2 separate regions of the Mus musculus genome follow, and region 1 is linked to region 2. Evidence: chromatin contacts called from public ChIA-PET data. All regions are on one chromosome and are shown on one strand. Each heading gives the region's core, a stretch centred on a gene start, on an enhancer-like site or on the middle of the called end of the contact. The rest is flanking DNA. Distances are from core to core; before and after follow the strand shown.

Region 1 (5,744 bases), core at 483-2,982, 170 kb after region 2:
GCTTTCAATGTTCCATGTTCTTCTCTGCTCCACTCTACCATAAGAGTCACCATTACCTTCTTTATCCTTGGCTTTGACTGCTCCAGCCATTTCTTTCGAACAAGCTTCTGCTATACTTTACTGACTTAAACTCTGGTGAAGGTGATTAGTGTTGGTGACCTTTCTGAACCAAAATATTCTGTTGTTTGATTATATTCTGTGCTTAATGCTGTGGTGTGTGAACACCGGCATCAATTCTGGGCTCCTTGCAGATTACCCTTGACTGACTCACTTGGCCTTAGACACTAATTTCTACAGTTCTGAAGAAATTTTCCTGATACTTATTTATTTCACAGTTTGGAGGAAAAAAAATCTTGATCATATTTACTCTTTCTTCTTCAGTTCTGAATGTTTTAAAATCTTCTATTTCTAACAAAGTTCATTATCATTGTATGGAATATTATCCATTTCTTACTATTATTTGATTAATATCATTTGCACACTATATTCACACAATGTGCATGATCTCCAGGAAACTGCATTTCAATCTGAAATAGAAAATCAAATTCTGTTCTGAGAATAATCAGGAAGAGGAATACTGGGTGGTAGTTGTCACCGTATGCTCAATGGACATCAGCCATCTATAATGTCCTGAGCTCCATATTATATGTTTTGGGCACAGTGAAGAATGTTTCTCTATTGACCTGAACCCATTGAGCCTGATTTTAAGTGAGGAGTACAAGTATGCACATGAGCAATATAAAAATTAGCCCAGGAGCTATGCACAACAGAGATAACTGGTCACCAATGGGCGTCATCTCTCTCTAGGCCTTTGATGGTAGAGCTCTTAAGTTGCCAAGGTTCAAAATTGCTTATGCAGCAACATCTTAAGAGAGAGGGGATCTTCCTTTGAACCCATACTTCCTCATACGCTCTAGATGCTGGCCACCATTAAGTTACACACACTTGACTGATTTTGTGTAGGGGTAGCTCTGGGTCAAGGTCATGATCCTATTACTAGGAGATGCTCAGTACAAACCCCGTCATTTGTGGCTTCATGGTGAGAACAATGTCATTACACATGGTACCTGGCCTTCTATCTTTCTAAACATGTCTTTCCATCGTGTGTATTTGTGTGTGTGTGTGTGAGAGAGAGAGAGAGAGAGAGAGACTCTGTATGCAAATGCTAACAGTAAAGTGTGTATTTATGTTTGTGCATATGTTTGTGTGGGTCTCCATTTGTGTATATGTGTGTAGTTTGTGTGTGTCTCCATGTGTCTATATGTGTGTATGTATATGCATAGTGAGCAGTTTCCTGAGGTCAACACCAGTCCTTCTACCTAATTCTACAAGTTCAATTATGCCTGGTCCCGCAATGCCAGCTCCGTCACCATCTACAGTTTGATCAAAAGCACAAAGGGTTCTCAGAGTACTGAGAGGAAGACCTTTGGGAGGGACTTATTTGGATAATTCAAGATTCTGACACTCAGGGGACCCTTGGTAACTCGACATCGATAACAGCTACAAACAAGCCCTGACAAGGCTGTGAGAAGACTCAGCCTCTGAGTATGAACATGCACACCATGGTCTTAGAAATACACTTTCCCGTCTGCTGTCGAAACACACGAACCATCTGAGAGCAAGCGAAAGAGAGAACGCATCGTTCCCACCACCTGATCTTCATTAGGTGGCCAGCGCTGCAAGCTGGCCTGTGTGCTGACATCAGTGGGGTCCGGCTGCCGGCAGATAAGTGGGAGCACATGGTACCGGCAAGATAAGACTCTGGTGGCCTGGGACAGATGTGAGCAGCCAGGCTCTTGCAGGGGGCCTCTGGGAAAAGCCCTGTTATTCTGAGCATTGTTCACACTTGCTAACAACTTGCCTTGAATGGGGCTTTCGACATGTTTCTTCCTTCAGCTCAGCGCTATCTGCCAGTTGTTAGTGTGGGCTATAGCCCGCACAGCAGCTTCCTGATGCTGTCAGCACAACAGGAAAGAGGCAAGAACTGAGAGTGATTTATAGGCCTGCGCTGACATAGCCTCAGACCGGTGTGAGCCCAGCCCTGAGCATTAGGCCAGTGCTAGCTGCCCCTACTTCTGAAAAGTGAGTTGTTCAGAGAGGGGAAGACCCATGTAGTGTTTCCAGGGAAAGATGAATAACAGAATAGGATGTGTGGTTGGCTCTCTATGTGTGGCTGAGCTACTGAGAAAAGTTCTATGGGACACTGCCATCCTAGGCTATCTGGTTATGTACACAGGCCAGAAAGACAGCCTTGTCTGATATTTCTTAGGCATCCTCCACATTGATTTTTAGACAAAATCTTTCATTGGCCTGAAACTCACCAAGTAGGCTAGTTCAGTAAACAAGTGTTAAATTGACTGGAGGAAGTGCTTTCCTTGGCAAATCAATCTCTTGAGATTTCAATACCCTTAATCTGAACACACATTGTATGGACCACCTGGAGAGACACATGCCAGCTAAACCTCCTGCCACTCTGGAGGGGGCATTTGGTGGCTCCTCACAGGAAACACAAAGATGATGGGATGCATTCTAAGTACAGAGCAAGGGTGGCATGGAGTAAAAGTCACACTATCCTGATGGGTCTAATTCAAGCCCATGCATGACATGCGTGCTAAGAGGGGAACATTCTGCAAACAAGTTAAAAGCAGATGGAGAGGATCCTGCAGGGAAATGTACAGAACGCATTCTGAGCAGGTCAAGCTGAGCCTCAAAGAACTGTTAGGATTTAAGACCATATAGCTCTTGGGAGGAAGCTCTGTCCATTGAGCATCATCACACAAACACAAGGACCAGTTCCCATCATCATCACCCACATGCAAAGCTGGCTGGGGGGGGGGGCTGGTGTAATCCCAGCATCAGGGAAGACAGAGACACGAGCAGCTTTGGGAGCCTGGTCACCCAACCCAGACCCCTGAGCAAGCTCTAGGCCCCAGTGAGATAACGTGGTTCAAAAGGACTGGGTCTAAAGCTCGTGCAGAACAATGCTAGTGTTAACTTCCTGTTCCAAAGAAATGCACATACAAACCTACAAGCATGCCCGTGTGCGCTCACACACACACACACACACACATATGCACACACATATACACACATACATGCACACATGAATGCAACACACAGAGGCACACAGAGACAGAGACAGAGAGACAGAGAGAGAAAGCAAGAGAGAGATTTAATTTTATTTTAATGGTGATGTGTGTTTATAGGTAACATTAAAAAATTCAGAACAGAACAAAAAAGGAGAATGAAATTCCCTAAAACCTCGCTGTTCTGAAACAACCACTGTGGGGCTTCATTTCTGGAATCAGTCTTTAGTTTCCATCCAATATCTAAACAGTGAACAGCCCATGTTCATAGAAGATTATATGTTACCAAGACTTTTCTGTTTGGTTTTGGGACAGAATCCCACACACCCCTTGGCTGTTCTGAACCTTGCCACATAGCCAAGGATTAATTTGGACTCTTGGTTCTCCTACCTCAACCTCTTGAGTGCTAGGTTTACAGGCATACATCTCCACACTCAGATAGCACAGATTATATTCTAGTACCTTTGGGTTACTGTTGTGTGGCCATATCACTGTGTGTGCAGTGGCCCATTCCATGCAAGCACTTGTTCTCTGCATATTGTCACGGGGATGCTGATGTCTGCTCTGTGAATTTCTCTAGCTCCCTCTTTGGTTGCAACTACAATCACATCAAGGTCTTTTTGACAAAGGAAATTATAAGGAGAGTTGTGTTCAAGGACAGCGTTACTCTCCAGTGTCCATTTGTTTATGGAAGAGTGCAGGACCTAGAGAGGGGACTTATGATGGGCTGTTCCTCCATGATGATGGCAGGCTGTGGGTGACAGGCTACAAGGATGTGTATTCGTGGGATGGCCGCAGGGAGGTTGTGATCAAAACAAGGCGAAAGATTGATGTAATGGGAAGGTGTTAGAGGCCGTGTGCTGGTTAGGAATGATGTCAGCTGTGGGTGGCAGTCAACACATAAAAGATGAAAACAGTAATGAGCTGTTGGTCAGAGGTGTCCTGGACACCCACCCCCAACAGCACAGGTTGTTGTCACTGTTTCTTGGTTGCTGAAGACATCATTCCCATTTGACACAGGCCATGGAGAAGTCAAGTTGGTACCAACAAGGAGGCTTCTCCCCTAAGGTCCTCTCATAGCATGGGAAGGGGCCTGCAAGCTGGTGTGTGTGCAGGGTGGGTAGTTATCAACAGACTTCCCCAGCTGGAAACCCTACGGACTACAGAAATGACTCAGGTGTATCAGCCTGTGCCTGTTTGTGCAGTAGCGGCGCAGATGTTATGGAGATTAGCAACTGTTTTCTGGTTGGATGTAAGGCCTACCCTATAGAAGGAAACCTATGTCTAGTACAGACCTGTAGTATCTAACCAAGAACATACAGTCAGGGAGCCTAGTGCATCCAGTAGTAAGCCTACTCCTGCTACTACTATTCTTCAAAATGGACAGAGTGGGAAATTGCCCTCTAAATCCACATCTCTCTATCCACAGACCATTTGCTCAGCTCTCAGACTTCATCGGAGAAGTTTCATTGTACAGTGGAAGATAGTTAACATCCACTATCCACTTTCAGAAGCTTACGACTGCCTAAAGTGCAGGGAACGAGTACCAGCCGAGTACTCAGACACAAACAGGGCATCCATATCCTCCATCCTGAAGGATCAGGAACCATCAAGAAAGAGGGGAGAGAATGGCTGTTGGAGCCAGACAACAGGGAAGAGCAGAGTGAAGCAGTATGGTCTCAGCGTGGCTGGACTGCTGTGTTCATGAATGCATAATAGCTGGGGTTTTCTGAAGAAGATTGGAGCAAGAAGATCAAGCCAGTCAACAGTCCAGCATGGAGTGGGGTGGGGTTCATGAGCCCTCGCTTCTAACATAGGAGCTATGGACAGTTGACAGCGTCTGAGGGAGGGAAAGTCAGTTTTCTTTAAGGGTGTGGTCCTGGTAGGTCAACCACCCTCCAGTGGATGGATCCACTCCTAGAAAAATATGGGCAGTACCATTTGGACTCATTGGGTTATTTAAAAAAAAAAAAAATAAAGGTCATGAAGTAGCTGGGGGGGCGGGTAGAGAAGTGTGGGTGGGTCTGTGAGGAGTTGGGGGAGGAGTTACAGAAAGGAGTTGGGGAGGAGTTAGGGGGAGGAGTGAGGTTTTATAAGTTCAAAATACAATGGAGTTCTCAATAATTAATGAAAATATTCTTTTTAGGAATAAGAAAAGTTAAGGATGACTTATGTATAACATAAGCTGTGAAGGACAATAGCTGCTGGCTAAGAAAAACCCAGGTCTTTCCAATATCTTGCTCTGCCATGTTTTGTGCACATAACAGACTTTGTGCCTCGGGCTTCAGACATCACAGCATCAAACAGGAAGGGGAGTAAAGTCCCATGATGGGCGAAGAAACGTTTGCCTGTTTGTTGCATTGTTCAGAATGCCAGTGAGCCAGGGCTGCTGTAATGAGATGTCACAAACTCAGGCTTGATAGAACAGGGCTGTTGTGTTGTTGTTGCTTGATGTTTTGGATGCTATAAATCCAGAGGCCAGCAATGAGGTGGTCTGTGCTCCTTCTGAAGTCCTCCAGGGAGGAGTCCTGCCTACTTTTCTCCTGGGTTGCAGTGTTTGTTGGCAACACTTGGAAACCATGGCGATGTATCTCTCTGATTTCTGCCTCTCTCTTCATGTGTCCTTCTCTCCTGCTTCTTTTCTCTATTTCTAAATGC
Region 2 (5,981 bases), core at 1,591-4,090:
GTCTCATGGCCCTGGGGCTGAACTCAGGCTCTCTGTGAATGGAGCAGATGATCTTCCAATTGTGGGCATTTTGACCGTTTTTGTTTTTGTTTTTGTTTTTTGTTTTTTGTTTTTTTTTTCGAGACAGGGTTTCTCTGTATATCCCTGGCTGTCCTGGAACTCACTCTGTAGACCAAGCTGGCCTCGAACTCAGAAATCCTCCTGCCTCTGCCTCCCAAGTGCTGGGATTAAAGGTGTGTGCCACCACCGCCCGGGGCATTTTGAAAACAACATTGTTCGCCTCCCTAATTCCAGAAGTTTCTTAGAGATGCCTTTTTGGAAGGACTGCTTGGCTTGCTGGGGACATCCTCCCACCAGGCACAGCGGGCAGATGGATGTGCCAACAGACCTGTTCTAGCTGTACGTCTAAGGAAATGAGCTGTTTTAACAACACAGAACCCAGCGAGCTGGATAGGTAGTTCAATGACTTTTCCAGAATGGTACTTAAGGAGCAGAGCCCATCTCCACTTGGGTTGGAGCCCATGGCCTTATGGTTTAAATATAAAACGCATTATAGCTCTTTATTTAGAGAGCCATATGCCATTTTTAGGGAGCAGCCTCGGTTCTCTCTCTGACTTCGGTGGTGGACAGTGCAGATAGGTGTCTCAGCGCTGTCATTAGTATCCATTATTTATTAGGTTTTGATGGTGGATTAGAAACCAGCTGGGAGGGTTATGCGCCCCTTCAGTGAAAACCTCCTCACTAAGGTCAGGACTTCCAAGTGTAACCTTTGGAGGCTCAGGAGAGGGCAAGGGATCCAGCATAGTTCAGGCCTCCAAAGTTCAGGGTCAGGGAGAAGAGGGAGACTTCAAAATTTAAAAACAGCCTCAGGTTTTCTGCCACAGGGCAGACTCCATTGGTAAAGAAGAAGCGAAGGATAGACAAAACACCAGGCAATGGTCTAATGCCACCCAGGGAGCAACGCTTGCTTTCCCAAAGATCAAACCATGGCAAAGGCCTTCTGGCTGCTGGCTACAAAGACGTCTGAAACCTTCTGACCCAGAGGGAAGTCCGTCTGAGAACACAGTCTGTCACATGAGTTCCATGGCTAAGTGTGGTCACACTGCGTGTGACTGCAGACTCCCTTCCTTCTCTGTGTCCCTCTTTCCTCCATTGCCAAGTCTGAAACCATGCTGCTCTCAACACAGTACAAAGAAGACCAGACTGAGTTGGAACTGCTGGAGCAGCTTGAGATGCAGGAGTACCCTGAGATGCAGGAGCACTCTGAGATGCTGGAGCACTCTGAGATGCAGGAGCACTCTGAGATGCTGGAGCACTCTGAGATGCAGGAGCACTCTGAGATGCAGGAATACTCTGAGATGCAGGAGTACCCTGAGATGCAGGAGCACTCTGAGATGCTGGAGCACTCTGAGATGCTGGAGCACTCTGAGATGCTGGAGCACTCTGAGATGCTGGAGCACTCTGAGATGCTGGAGCACTCTGAGATGCAGGAATACTCTGAGATGCAGGAGTACCCTGAGATGCAGGAGCACTCTGAGATGCTGGAGCACTCTGAGATGCTGGAGCACTCTGAGATGCTGGAGCACTCTGAGATGCAGGAGCACTCTGAGATGCAGGAGCACTCTGAGATGCTGGAGCACTCTGAGATGCTGGAGCACTCTGAGATGCTGGAGCACTCTGAGATGCTGGAGCATTCTGAGATGCAGGAATACTCTGAGATGCTGGAGTTCCCTGAGATACTGGAGTACTCTGAGATGTAGGAGCACTCTGAGATGCTGGAGAACTCTGAGATGCTGGAGAACTCTGAGATGCTGGAGCACTCCGAGATGCTGGAGCTGGTCACTCACAAAAGGACAATTCTGAAGTAAGTGAGAGAACAGGGTTGCTCCAGTGGCTACCTTTCTGTGGTAGATGCTGCTAAGCATTTTCCTCCAGACAGACACGTACTATAATTTGTGTACTTTTCAGAGAGCAAGTGGGCTCCTAGAAACAAGCTGACTTCTCTCAGCTTGCCCATCTCGCAGGCCTGGGACCCTCCCTCTGAGAAGGCTGTCTCACCCTCCGCTCTAGCCCTGTGCCTCTTCCATTGGCCATTTTGTAACTTCCCTAAAATCAGGAGGGTCTTGTGAAATTTTCTCTAGAAGAAATTTAGAAATTACTCCTGGAAAGCTCCAGTGGGTCTCTTCTCTTTCAAAGTCCTTTCCCGAGAGCAATCCACAAGTTTAAATCCAGTTCCCAAAAGTCCCAGGAACCGACAACCTGATCTCTGGAAAAACACAAATGAAGATTTCTCTGGAATTCTCAAGCTATGGTACAGTGAGATGGAAAGGGGCTGGCATTAACAGTCTCTCAGGATCTAACTGAGTTTTTTTTTTTCCTTGATTTTTTTATTTCTTGATTTTTTTTTCTTATTTCTTGACTTTAATAGTTAAAAGCAAAAAAGGAAGACTTACTCAACGAGGCCACGTTGGACTGAGGAACAAAGAGGCCATCTTCCTGGACAAAATGTCCAACTTCAGGGACATTTATTTTTTAAGTAGCAGGGTGGAAGGGGGGATTTTTTTTCTTTAATGACCTAAGCTGAAACAAAGGCGACAACAACAACAACAACAACAACAACAACGACACCCGAAATATCTTTGTCTTTCCTCAGGAGAAGTGTCTTAGGACAGAGTGGCTGCTACAGCGGAGGTGTTGCTCAATGTTGTGTTACAACACTATTCCAACTGTCGCTGGGGCGGGGATGGCAGTCTTGCATCAACCCCCTGCAAGGTGTTTCCTGGGCTTTGCAGACAGCAGTGGGGGAGGTGCTGCTCCTCTTGTGAAGGCAGATAATGCCTCCCGCTCCCTCAGCTATCTTCTGGGGCTCGCCCTGGAGATAACAGCTTCACTGCCTGAGGGAGCCCCACGCTCCCAATTTGTAGATCTATATTGATGAAGCTTTTTGTGTTTATCAGACACAGTTTTATCATTCCTCTCCAAATGCCCCCAGTCACACTCAGCCTTTGAACTTTGGCGAATTTATCAAATGGGAGCAATGATTGAGGAGATGTAAAGGCTTATCTGGAATTCTAAAGAAAGAGGAACCGAGCCACGGATCTCTCTGCTAGAGCAGGTCTTTTGGGTGTGTGTGTTTGTGTGCATGGGCTTGTGTTTGTGCGTGCTTGTGTGTGTACGTGTACACACATGAGCACAGGCATGTGTGTTTGCACATGCACACGGGCACATGAAAACAGAGGAAGATGTTTCTTATCTGGGGCAGTAGATTGCTCTATGTAGACATCTTATGCATTTTGTTTTCCTGGACACCTTGCCTTGGATCTTTCTCAAGGCCCCAGAGCAGGTGGTTGAGCTCAGCCTGACTCGCAGTGTGCACAGAATGACAGGCCCTGCATAAGACCCACTTTGACCTCATTTAGATCAGGACTCTCTGAAACCAAGTATCAGCCCTTGAATGGGATTCATGCTGGCTTGTGTTACTTGTATCTTCTTAACAGGCAAACAGCACGAGGCTTTTGAAAGGTTCCAGACACCTTTAGAATCTTGTTCCTTCGTTTTTTTTGTCTTGTTCCTTCTTTTTTTGTCTACTTTTCTCCCCCTCTCTCTCATCTCTCTTTGTCTCTGTTTCTTTCTGTCTCTCCGTCTCTCTCTCATTCTTTTATCAAATTCTACTCTGCAAATCAATATAGAAAGGCGGGGAGGTGGGGACAGATGAAGAGGATGAGGCCCCTCCCTATGCTGGCACAGAGGCCCCTGCGATGCTCCCAATATCAGAGAGAGGTATGGGAGGAAGGAGGAGAGAGAAGGGGAAAAGAGGGGAAGGAAGGAGATGAGAGGGAGGGGGAAGGAGAGGGAGGGGAGGGAAGAAGAAGAAAGGGAAAGCTCTAGTTACAGACCTGGAGGGAATTTCAGAAGGGAGTCCCTGCCCCAGAGTCCCCGTTCTTCCTTGGGTTTGTCCTCCAATCTCTTGTCCTCCAATCTCTCAGCAGGCTGTCCTTCTGAGAGGTACGATTACTCACCATTGGCAGCTATGGAAAAGGCAGCCTGATAATGAGACTGAGATGAGGCCTTTCATCAAATGATCTCTGCCATTATGTCCCCCCCCCCCCGCTTTCCTCTTCTCCTTATTCCCCCTCCTCCTCATCACACACACACACACACACACACACACACACAGAGGCACACACACATGCACAGAGGATGAGAGAGAGAGAAAGAAGAGAGGGGAGAGGTGGAGGGGGAGGAGGAGAAGAGGGAGAGGGAGAGGGAGGAGGAGGGGGAGGGGGAGAGGGAGGATGAGGGGGAGGAGGAGGAGGAGGGGGAGGGGGAGGGGAAGAGGGAGGGGGAGGGGGAGGGGAAGAGGGAGAGGCTGTTGCAACACTGTACAGTCTGGGCACTGCCTGTTGGGTGGCCACTGTCCTCAATCCCTGGCCAGACCTGTCCAGGGTGTCTTGCCACCACACTACACCCTGGCTGACTGCTATGGTTCACACTGATGTTTAAAGTAGAGACAGCATGATTTTTCAGTACAAGGTCTGTCGCAAGGGCACAAGAAGTCTTTAATAAAAACTCTTTGGGGACAGTAGGGACTGTCAGTAAGGGATCAGGTAGATTATGTCTAGATCCAAGCTTATGAGCTCCCGTGGTGGAGCGGGGCCTGTGTATACTGAGTGGCTAACGTTGTTGTTTACAATAACACCCACATGCAGTTGCTGGACGGTGTAAGAAGCAGGGGTATTAACAAGAGTCCCTGCAGTGTCTATCGCTGGAGAATGTAGACTAGACCTCTGACAGTTCTAGGAATCCTGCATCCATGAGACATAGAGAAGGAGCCATGCTGTACCTGGCAAGACTGGACCTGTGTGTGGAGAGAGGAATGGCCTGCCACTGGCTCAGTGTTGGGGGCTCTGGTTGGGAGGAAGGAGGTACAGCTCTTCCCAGCAGCTCCATGGGACTACTGTCTCCATTATCTCATTCTGGAGCGGCTGCCTGATCACCCGACAGCTTCTGCTCCAGCCTCCCTGCAGTCAAAGAGTCAGAGTAAAGGAAATCGGACCCGGTCTCTCCTCCAGACAGAGTGTTCCGGGGCTCAGAGAATCCCAGGCCCTGTGGGAAGTTAGCCCAGCCACTGCATGGCCTAAATACCACTGCTCAGCTTACCGCGCCACGTTGCTTATTCTGCCCCCAGATACTGAAATCTCCTCCTTCCTTGGAACCTTTTAGCATCTCTCCCTGAGCCAGGGACACATCCCTCAACCTCCCAGTTGTTATCTAGGGAAGTAAGAGCTGAAGCAATCTCCCTTCTTATGCCTGGTATCAAGTCGTTCACTGGACTCTTTCCTACCATCTCGTTATGAGTCCTTGTCTGATGCAGACCTCAGACTGAAGGGATGGCTATCTCTAGGTGTTTAGTCGTTAAAGGAAACCAAATCAAAAACCAAACCTAGTCTCTGTCTGTCTCGATGCTAACTCCACTCTCAGTGTAGGACAACAGACCCACACGGGACTCTCCCTGTGTCCCGTCTCCCTCGGGACCTCCAGGGCTTTGGAGGTTAGGAGGTCAGCAATCTGAGGAACTCCTGAGACCACATTGGTGTTTTGGGCACAGTGGTAACCACAAGTGGCCAGTGGTAGCCTCCTCATCACACCCCTGCCCTGCGTATAGGAACTCATGGGCTTTCTCTTTGGTAAACATTTCTGGCAAAACAAAAAGCGCAGGCACAGAGTGAGGATGGCATCTCACTACTGCGCTCTGCTTGTCTCTGGGGCTCGCGGAGAGAGTTCGGTAGAGATGGCTTCTCTGTATTTGAGGAAGCTGTGTTATAAGCAAGAACCCTGGCTGTCCTGGAACTCACTTCGTAGACCAGGCTAGCCTTGAACTCCGAAATCCACCTGCCTCTGCTTCCCAAGTGCTGGGATTAAAGGTGTGCGCTATCACTGCCTGGCTTTGAAGCAAGTCTTGAAACTCCAGGTCAAACTTC

The links. ChIA-PET counts read pairs in DNA pulled down with a chosen protein or histone mark.
Region 1: a contact with region 2 is called in an SMC1A ChIA-PET map of the G1E-ER4 cell line, with 8 read pairs. The contact joins two enhancer-like sites. A contact is called at or near these places in 1 of 39 promoter capture datasets (the 3T3-L1 cell line), 1 of 15 datasets of contacts at CTCF or cohesin (the G1E-ER4 cell line), 9 of 484 Hi-C or Micro-C datasets (the G1E-ER4 cell line, the HL-1 cell line, erythroblasts and 4 more) and 2 of 115 datasets of contacts at active chromatin or transcription factors (the HPC-7 cell line and fetal liver).

The regions. Positions count from the first base shown.
Region 1 is chr16:92,882,204-92,887,947 of GRCm38.p6, forward strand. No RefSeq gene overlaps it. Among named protein-coding and RNA genes, the nearest start is that of Runx1, 59 kb to the left of the region's middle. Within about 2 kb of position 1,733, at least 61 of the 459 cell types and tissues checked have an H3K27ac peak or open chromatin away from gene starts, as enhancers often do. A contact at or near this core is called in the G1E-ER4 cell line, the HPC-7 cell line, erythroblasts and 1 more, where this site is marked.
Region 2 is chr16:92,712,916-92,718,896 of GRCm38.p6, forward strand. All of the region lies in intron 2 of Runx1 (runt related transcription factor 1), which reads right to left. Among named protein-coding and RNA genes, the nearest start is that of Gm30281, 46 kb to the right of the region's middle. Within about 2 kb of position 2,841, at least 92 of the 459 cell types and tissues checked have an H3K27ac peak or open chromatin away from gene starts, as enhancers often do. A contact at or near this core is called in the G1E-ER4 cell line, the HPC-7 cell line, erythroblasts and 1 more, where this site is marked.